Linked DNA regions of Sus scrofa: regions 2 and 3 are each linked to region 1. Evidence: chromatin contacts called from public Hi-C and HiChIP or PLAC-seq data. All regions are on one chromosome and are shown on one strand. The core of a region is the stretch at or near the end of the contact, and the rest is flanking DNA. Distances in the headings are between cores, read along the strand shown. Region 1 holds the start of IER5 (immediate early response 5). Region 2 holds the start of STX6 (syntaxin 6). Region 3 has its middle 48 kb from the start of IER5.

Evidence for each region. A called contact is a pair of places that touch in the nucleus more often than the background predicts. HiChIP or PLAC-seq counts read pairs in DNA pulled down with a chosen protein or histone mark.
Region 2: a Hi-C map of embryonic fibroblasts shows a contact between it and region 1, with 2.2 times the contacts expected there. The contact joins the promoter of STX6 here to the promoter of IER5 in region 1. A contact is called at or near these places in 1 of 5 promoter capture datasets (liver), 8 of 47 Hi-C or Micro-C datasets (alveolar macrophages, brain, embryonic fibroblasts and 3 more) and 2 of 2 datasets of contacts at active chromatin or transcription factors (alveolar macrophages and skeletal muscle).
Region 3: an H3K27ac HiChIP or PLAC-seq map of alveolar macrophages shows a contact between it and region 1, with 5 times the contacts expected there. The contact joins the enhancer-like site here to the promoter of IER5 in region 1. A contact is called at or near these places in 22 of 47 Hi-C or Micro-C datasets (adipocytes, alveolar macrophages, blood and 12 more) and 2 of 2 datasets of contacts at active chromatin or transcription factors (alveolar macrophages and skeletal muscle).

What each region holds. Positions count from the first base shown.
Region 1 is chr9:122,632,430-122,635,185 of Sscrofa11.1, forward strand. It overlaps IER5 (immediate early response 5), which reads left to right and starts at 1,352. Exons shown (of 1, transcript NM_001258436.1): 1 at 1,352-2,756. The coding sequence starts at 1,578. The coding sequence ends at 2,555.
Region 2 is chr9:122,579,183-122,581,938 of Sscrofa11.1, forward strand. STX6 (syntaxin 6) reads right to left here and starts at 1,391. Exons shown (of 8, transcript NM_001243720.1): 1 at 1,150-1,391. The coding sequence starts at 1,184.
Region 3 is chr9:122,680,314-122,683,069 of Sscrofa11.1, forward strand. No RefSeq gene overlaps it. Among named protein-coding and RNA genes, the nearest start is that of IER5, 48 kb to the left of the region's middle. Within about 2 kb of position 1,423, at least 38 of the 83 cell types and tissues checked have an H3K27ac peak or open chromatin away from gene starts, as enhancers often do. A contact at or near this core is called in alveolar macrophages, liver, mesenteric adipose tissue and 4 more, where this site is marked.

The DNA.
Region 1 (2,756 bases), core at 102-2,601:
AACTGGAGAAACTAAAGGATCCTGAGGTTATTTACCCAGAGTCCTCAGGCAGGTCAGGTCTGTGGTGGAGTTTTGGTGGGACTAACTTTAACTGACTCTCCAGGAACCCAGTCTAGGACCCTGGACAATCCTGTGGTGTAAGTTGTTGACTGACCAGAAAATTCCAGAACACTCTTCCCCTATAGTTTTACCTTGACACAAAATAAAATAATGACATCATGTTGGGAACACAGGACTTCTCTATTTGTATTTTTAGAACTTGTTAGATTTTTCCAAGGGTGGACTTTGTCAGTCCTCCTGTTCAGGAAAAATCATTGTGCAGAACTTGTACTATTTTTATTTTCAACTGATGTAACAACTGTGTTGGTTCTAGAATCTAAAGAACAAAGTGGTAGGCTAGCTTTAGTGGAGAACCAAAAACTTTGTTCCTAGACACAAAGCCTTGATAAGAAGTCAGAAATTTGGGGACTTTTATTTTCTTATTTATTTAATTTATTTATCTTTGCTTTTGAGGGCCGCACCTGCGGCATATGGAAGTTTCCAGGCTAGGGGTTAAATTGGAGCTACAGCTGCCGGCCTACCCCACGGCCATAGCGACTCCAGATCCCAGCCGCGTTTGCAATCTACACCACAGCTCATGACAACGCTGGATCCTAACCCACTGACCGTGGCCAGGGATCGAACTTCCTCTTCATGGATACTAGTTCGGTTCGTTACTGCTGAGACACGACTGGAACTCCTGTAACTTTTAGAACCCCCCTTTTCTGTCTTCAGAGCCTAAATTGACAAGTGCTCAAGAATGCATGTGCCTCTTGGAGGCAGGGGACTTACCCAAAATTAATGTCTTGTAGTAACGCTATTAGTATAAGGGTATCCTTTGCCGCGTTTTGCCGTCGTCGCATTTCTGCCGGGTAGCTTACAGGTGTGTGCCGCCTAGGAAACAGTGGCGGGAGAGGGAGGAGGGCTGATCAGGGAAGGATCCGGCTGATTAGGGAAGCAGAGCAAAGTCCACCGCCATACTCAGATGAAAGTCTGAAAGGTTAGTTCGCCTTGGTTCTGGCGAGCAGCACACAAGCCAGAATCTTGACGAACCAAGAACTCCCCCTGCTCTCCGTCAACCACGCTCAGAGAACTGGCCTGGACTAGGCGGTGGGCGAGTGGCGCGCGTCGCCCCCTTTAAGAGCCTGCTCCGCGGGACTAACGTTCGAATGGCCCCCGCGCCCCTCCTCGGTCTCCGATTGGCCGCGCGCGGCGCACGAGGGCGCGCCGACCGGCCCCGGAACGGTTGGCGGCCCTTCGCGATTGGCTATCGAGGCGCCTTTATAAGGCGCCTGGCGGCCGGGAGGCCCTCAGTTAGCGACCGGACCCGAGACTGGCTGCTGGTCTGTAGTGGGGAGGGCGCGGGAGCAAGAGAGAGTGTGTTGCCAGAGTCGTTTCTCTTCGGAGTCAGAAGAAATCGAGGGTCAACCCCAGAGGCGACGAACTTGTTGACGCCTCTCGTTTCCGTCTCAGCTTCGGAACGTGGGCTAGGGTTCACCCCCTCACCCCCGCGCCAGCCCTGGGAAAGGGGAGGCAGGATGGAGTTCAAGCTGGAGGCTCACCGCATCGTCAGCATCTCCCTGGGCAAGATCTACAACTCGCGGGTCCAGCGCGGCGGCATCAAGCTGCACAAGAACCTGCTGGTCTCGCTGGTGCTCCGCAGTGCCCGCCAGGTCTACCTGAGCGACCCGTGCCCCGGCCTCTACCTGACCGGCCACCCCGGGGTCCCGGCGCCGCCGCAGCAGCCCGGGGAGCCGGCAGCCGGGCCACCCGCGGGCTGGGGGGAGCCGCCCCCGCCGGCTGCCCGAGCCGCCTGGCCAGAGCCTGAGCCGCAGCCGGAGCGCCCTGCCGTCCCAGAAGTGCCACGGGCGGATGACGCGGAGCCCGCTGCCACGGAGCCGGGCGCCGGGGACACTCTTCAGGGCCGAGAGGCGGAGGCGGCGGAAGCTGCCTGGCGCCGCGTGGAGGGACCGCGAGACACAGCGGTCGTAGGGGCCGGGGGCCCTGCTGGAGCCTCGGACGTCTTCCCCGCGGGGCCCCGGGCAGCACGCCACCCCTGCGGCTGTCCCCCGGGGGACGAGGACACGCCGAGCGCTAACCCCCGCGTGGACGGCTGCCGCGCGCCGCGTCCGGCCGGGGACGAGCCTCCCGCGCCTCCCCCCCTCTGCCCCAGGAAGCGCGGCGCGGCGGGGGTGGGCGGCGGCCCGGCGGGCTGCCCGGTGCCCGGCTCGACCCCGCTCAAGAAACCCCGCCGGAACTTAGAGGAACAGGCGGGCGGGGCGGCCGCGGAGGAGGAAGAGGAGGCGGAGGAGATGGAGACCGGTAACGTGGCCAACCTCATTAGCATCTTCGGTTCCAGCTTCTCAGGACTCTTACGGAAAAGCCCCGGGGGCGGCCGGGAGGAAGCGGAGGGAGAGGAGAGCGGTCCGGAAACCGCCGAGCCCGGGCAGATCTGCTGCGATAAGCCGGTGCTGAGAGACATTAACCCTTGGAGCACTGCCATCGTAGCCTTCTGAGCCCCCGGGGTCTCCGTCCGGGAAGGAGGTTGAGCAGCGGGCGTCCCGACGAGAGGGCTGGGCCCCTCCCGGCTGCGAGGACGCCCCCGAGACGGTCGGCGCCGAGCGCGAGGGGGAAATCGGGTGCCGCCGGGCGGCACAGACTGCCCTTGAGCTTGGCGGCCGGCTGGGCCGTGCCTCCCGGGTCTGCTTTTGAGACTC
Region 2 (2,756 bases), core at 141-2,640, 53 kb before region 1:
CATTTAAATTTTGTAAAATGAACCGTAAAAAAAAAAAAATAACACTCAAGCAACTGGTCAACTTTTACCCCTACAGAAATAGGAAGCTAGTAGCAACTAGTTGAAAGCAGAGGCACTTTAAGGTCATTGGCACTGATTTTTCCAGAACGTTGCAGTTCTCAGATTGTTTTGTTTGACATTTAAAACAAAAGCTGACAAGTTATAACAACAGAATCAATCTTTTCTGCATTTGTTTAATGGCTACAAAGCCTATATAACAGAGTGCAGTTAAAGCTTCTATCTCCAAACAAACAATTGAGCAATCAAAGATGGAGTCACGACACTTCTTAGGGAAAAATAAGTTAGGACAGCTCTAGTCTCAAAGGCAGAAAAAAGAAGAAATGGGGGAAACCTGTCAAATAGCCTGGATGAAATCAGGGAGTTAAAAAGAAAGCACTCATTTCCTTTAGCACTGTGGGAAAATCCCTGTGCTAACAGAAAGCTAAGGAAAGTTTGGTTTGGCTGATTTCATTTTGTTTTCCTTCCAACATCACCACTGAGTTTGAACAGCAGCTTTCCTCCCCTCCCATTACTCGGTAAAAACTCCCCCACTGAATAGAGTTGTCTTCCGGAGCCTCGCGCCCCCGCCTCCCAGCCTGCAAACGTGCTCAGACGCCTCTGGGCTTGTTGTGGTCTCGCCAGTCAGCGGGCCAGCGCTCCGAACTCAATGGACAATGGGAGCTCACCCCCGTCCACGCCAACTACAAAGCTCAGGAGGCCCATTTCCCTTTTCCTGCCCAGATGCTGTTTTTCCCCCTTCAAAGCAGGGCCCGGTGCTCCACTACAGCCCCACTTTGGTCTGGGACGCCTGTCTCCCTCCCCACCTGAGGAGCTGCTGAACCCCTCGACACCCCTCCATAAGTTGTAGAACGGCGCACAAGCCAAAGGAGACCCCCCCCCTCCCCAGGGGCTTGACTGGGGGCACGGTTTCAAAGTCCAGGTAGCACGAAGAGGGGATGTCTCTGGACGCTTTATCATAGCCCTCAAGGCTAAGCGGTCCCCACGCCAGACTCTACTTGTCTCCCCTCCCCCTAGAGCGAGAAAAGCGGGGAGGTGAGGGCAGGCAGCACTGCCGCCGCCTCCTCCAGTGGAGCCCCCTACGACACTCACCCTTTCACCACAAAGAAGGGGTCCTCCATGGACATGGCGTCCCGGCCCCCGGCCGCCTCACGCCTGCTCTGCGCACAGGGCGCCCGCGCCCTCCCAATCTCCCTCTGCCCACCCCACCCGCCTCGCGCAGCAGCCCGCGTCTCGGCCTGCGGGACCTGTAGCGGCTGCGCGCGCAGGCAGGGGTGCACCGGCCCGCCGCGGGTCCAGTACTCTGTCTGCACCTCAGACCGAAGCCGTGACTCTGGCGCCGGCCCCGGCGCGGCCCCCTCCTCGGCTCCTCCCGGCGCGTCCGGCCGCTTGGCCCCGCCCCCAGGTCCCTCAGCCTCGACCAATCACGAACGCCGTCAGCCGCACCACTTCCGCACTCGCGCTCACGTGACCAGAGCCCCCCCCACCCCCCATCAGCAGGGCCTGGGCCTTGCGTTACTCGACCCTGGAGGCGGGGCTCTGGCGGCGGCGGAGAGGGCGGGTCTTCTCAACACTCACCTCTCAAGATTCAGGGGGAGGAGCTGCTTGTTCCCTGGCAAGAAAGGTAGTCAGGTTTCCTAGATACGGAGATAGTATCAGCTTTGCACAATCTTTTCACCTTTCCTCTCCTTTTGATACTTATTTTGATAACATATAGATTTAGAAATCCATCTCGTCCTCGACTTAGAATAAAGCTCGTCTACCTTATCTGACTCTGATAATGTTGCACAACTCCTTTCTGTGGGTCTTATAGTGCCCAGCAAGACGCTGAAGGCTGTGAGTTATCTCAGTATCCTTGGAGGGGAAGGTATTATTATTCCCATTTTGCAGATTAGAAAAATTCATATAGGTTTCAAGATTTCTTGTGCTCACACAACCTGGACAGGGCAGAGCCCCAGATTCTGTGCACTTTCCACCAGGCTAGGATGTGTTTTTGTGTGTGTTGCGTTTTTTGTCTTTTCTGTGTTCTTGAAGTGATCAGTAAGATAATTTTTTCATACAGCATATGGTGCTTCCTGGAAGAGAGCATTTTTGAAGGACAAAGAAGGGGCCAGGTCTGGCAACTTCTTACCAGCTAAGTGGTTCAAGAGCTCTTCCAGGAAGCCTTTTGGTCAGAACAGTTTATCAAACTCATACGCTAGATAGTCTATGGGTTTTGCGAACTTTAATTGCTGATTATCATTGAGCACATACTGTGTGGCAGGCACTGAGCTTAGTTTATCTCAGGTGCTCTCACAATGTTGTAATCCCCATTATACAGATAAGAAATCTGAGACTTGGAATTTAAGTGACTGGCTTAAAGTTAGCAGTCTTTTTGAAGATAGAAGAGTCCTCAGAGCCAGACAAACCCTGTTTGAACCTGGGTTCTGTTATTCAGTCTCTCATCTATAAAATATGAATATTTAGCTCATAGATTGTTGTGAAGTTTAAATAAAAATGGCTAGATGGAGTTCCTGTTGTGACTCAGTGGGGTTAAGAACCCAACTAGTATCCATGAGGATGTGGGTTCCATCCCTAGCCACGCTCAGTGGATTAAGGATCCAGAGTTGCCTTGAAGTGCAGCATAAGCCAGCAGCTGCAGCTCCTATTCGACCACTAGCCTGGAAATTACACGTGCTGCAGGTGCAGCTCTAAAAGGG
Region 3 (2,756 bases), core at 173-2,672, 48 kb after region 1:
ATGTCTTCCAATCTTAAAGGTTTGTGGAGTGCTGAATGAAATTCTAATTTTATAATCTCTGACTCAGATGCTTTGAGTCAGAGGATCTGAGTGGAAGGATCCCAGCTCCTTGTCAGACAGACCAAAGTTTCTAAGATTGGCTGTCATTTGCTAGCTTTGTGACCCTGGAGAATTTCCTTCAACTTTCTGGTTTTTGGGTTTTTTTGTCTTTTTAGGGCCGCACTGGTGGCATATGGAAGCTCCCAGGCTAGGGGTTGAATTGGAGCTATAGCTGCTGGCCCACACCAAAGCCACAGCAAGGCCAAATCCGAGCCATGTCTGCGACCTACACCACAGCTCATGGCAACGCTGGATCATTAACCCCCTGAGTCAGGCCAGGGATCGAACCTGTGTCCTCATGGATGCTAGTCAGATTCGTTTCCACCGAGCCACAATGGGAATTCCCCCCTCAATTTTCTGAATCTCAGTTTTTCATCTAAAAGATGACAGTACCTTTCCTGGCAGAGTTTTGTTGGTATTAAGTGAAACAGTGTAACAGAAGATGAAAAAAAAAAGATCAAAGCAGATTGTGTGTGTGTTAGCAGGAGCGGGGAGAATACAGGACCTCGGCAGTGCTATAAAACTGTACTAGTGCCTACTGGTTAATTTTTGTCTTCGTAAGACCAGGTTACGAGCATCAGGATTAATGACAGGATAAAATAGACTCTGATGGGATGTGGACAGATTTTGGCTTGGATCCTCTTAGCAAGGAAGGGAAGGGTGGGGCCTGGGAGGAGAGGAGGCACCTGTGACTGTGCCGGGGGAGGGGCAGGAGGAAGTCACCCTCTGGCTCTGTTCCTGGGGTTTCTGGCCATGGAGGAGTCTGCTGTGGAGGTGCCCACCCACAGGAGTGGGCCTGGACAAGACCGCCACGACTGGTGTGGCACTTTCAGCTGTGACAGGGACACGGGGTTTCTTTCAACCTTCCCACCTCAGCTTTCTGCCCCAGCTCCTTTCTCAGGCCCTCCTGGTGCCTCTGTCACAGTGTCTCCTCTTAGAAACAGCTCAGCTTGTTCACAAGGAGCTCTAAGTGGCTGACAGAGCTAAACACGCCACCACTCCCAGGGACACTGCACTTCAAGCCACGGGTGACTCTCTGCTGGGGTCCTCTCTTCCACGGCATGAGGGTCCTGGTGGGAGTGGGCACCTCTGGCACCGCCTTGTCTGGCACCGCCTTGTCTGGCACCGCCTTGTCTTTTTGCAGAGCTGACCTAGTCTTGAGTCCGGGTGGACAGACATGAAGGAACAGGCCCCAAGCTTTGCCTGGGGGGGCAAGGCCCCCCCCCCCCCCCCCCCCCCCCGCCCTGGTTGGAGGAAGTGAGTGGGTGGGTCCTGCCTCCCGCTGCATGCTGACTCAGTGATTCCTGGAAGGAGGTGATGTCATGATGTCATGGTGACGGGGCAGTTCCCTCCCCAGCAAAGTCGGTAGGAGAGTGTGTCTCACTGGCACTGAGGCCTGAGGCTCACTTAAGAGTGACCAAGTCCCCTGGATCTTGCAGGCCACTTAATGCCGCCTACAGTGACAGCTCCCTTCTCCAGATTCCCACAGCTGGGATCACTTGTCCCTGCGGTGATCCCATATTTGGGGCAGTCTTGGTTGATCTTAAGCATCCGGCCTCTTTCATTTTCCCTGTGAACACATTCAGAAATCCTAGAAAACCATCCTAGTCTGAGCATGCCTCCTGGGGCTTTGGGCGCAGGAGCCACCAAGCTGGCGCAAACCAGAGCACGGCATCACGGGTATTCTTGTGTCTTTCTCCAGTTTCACATCTGGATGTCTTTTCAACAGTATGAATGGCTCCTCAGAGTCAGAGCTGTGTCCTTTTATTTCTTTTGTCTTCTCCAGGACTCCCCTTCGGGCTGAGGGTGTGGGAAACTAAAAAGATTTGGGGGCAGGGTAGAGGTGTAAGCTCCCTCTCCTGTCCTTGTCAGCGCCCCCCTCCCTTTACTTTGTGGGGGTTGGAGGCATCTGCAGCAGGGGCCCTCTGGGTATGTGAGAACGCCACTTCTTCCAGATCAGATCAGCACTAAATTAAAAGGTAATGGTAGCCAGTCCTGGTGTGGGCTTGGGAAAAACCCGGCTGGATTTGTTGGGGCCTGGGGTGCTTTCAGAAAACCACTCCCTGCTCCCTTTTTCGCCAGAGACTCCCTGGGAGGGACGCGTGTCAGACCCATGTGGAGTAAGACAGGTCCTTTGTCAACTGGAGTCTGGATTCAAATGCCAGCCACCTCCCCTGTCGTTCTCCAGACCAGCTCCACATTTTACAAGGGAGCCCCCATGTGGCCTTGTGCTGCCCGATGCTGCCCCCTATAGGCGGTTAGGGGGCACAGCCCTCACGACTGAGCCTGTGCCACCGGGACGGTGGCTTTTCATCACTTAAAGCTGTCAGAACAGCTAATAGGCCATGAATATGGAGAAAATTAGGCTTCTCCAAGTGAATTGGGTGTTGAAAGACACTGAGATAAATGCTAGAGGTAGTGAGAATTGATGGATGGAGCCCTGCTTACTGCAGCCATCTCATTTAAGTCCAAGCTCACGACAGCCCTAGAGGGGAGGCAGGTGTTCTGAGGCTTTGTGTAATGCATGATGGAATCTAGTCTTAGAAAGTTAAATAATGGTCCCAAGGTTATATATCCAGTAAATGCTGGAGCCATGTCTTGAACTCAGTGACCCCAGAGCTTGGTGACATCTGCTGTGCCATCTCCCTGTGCTAAGA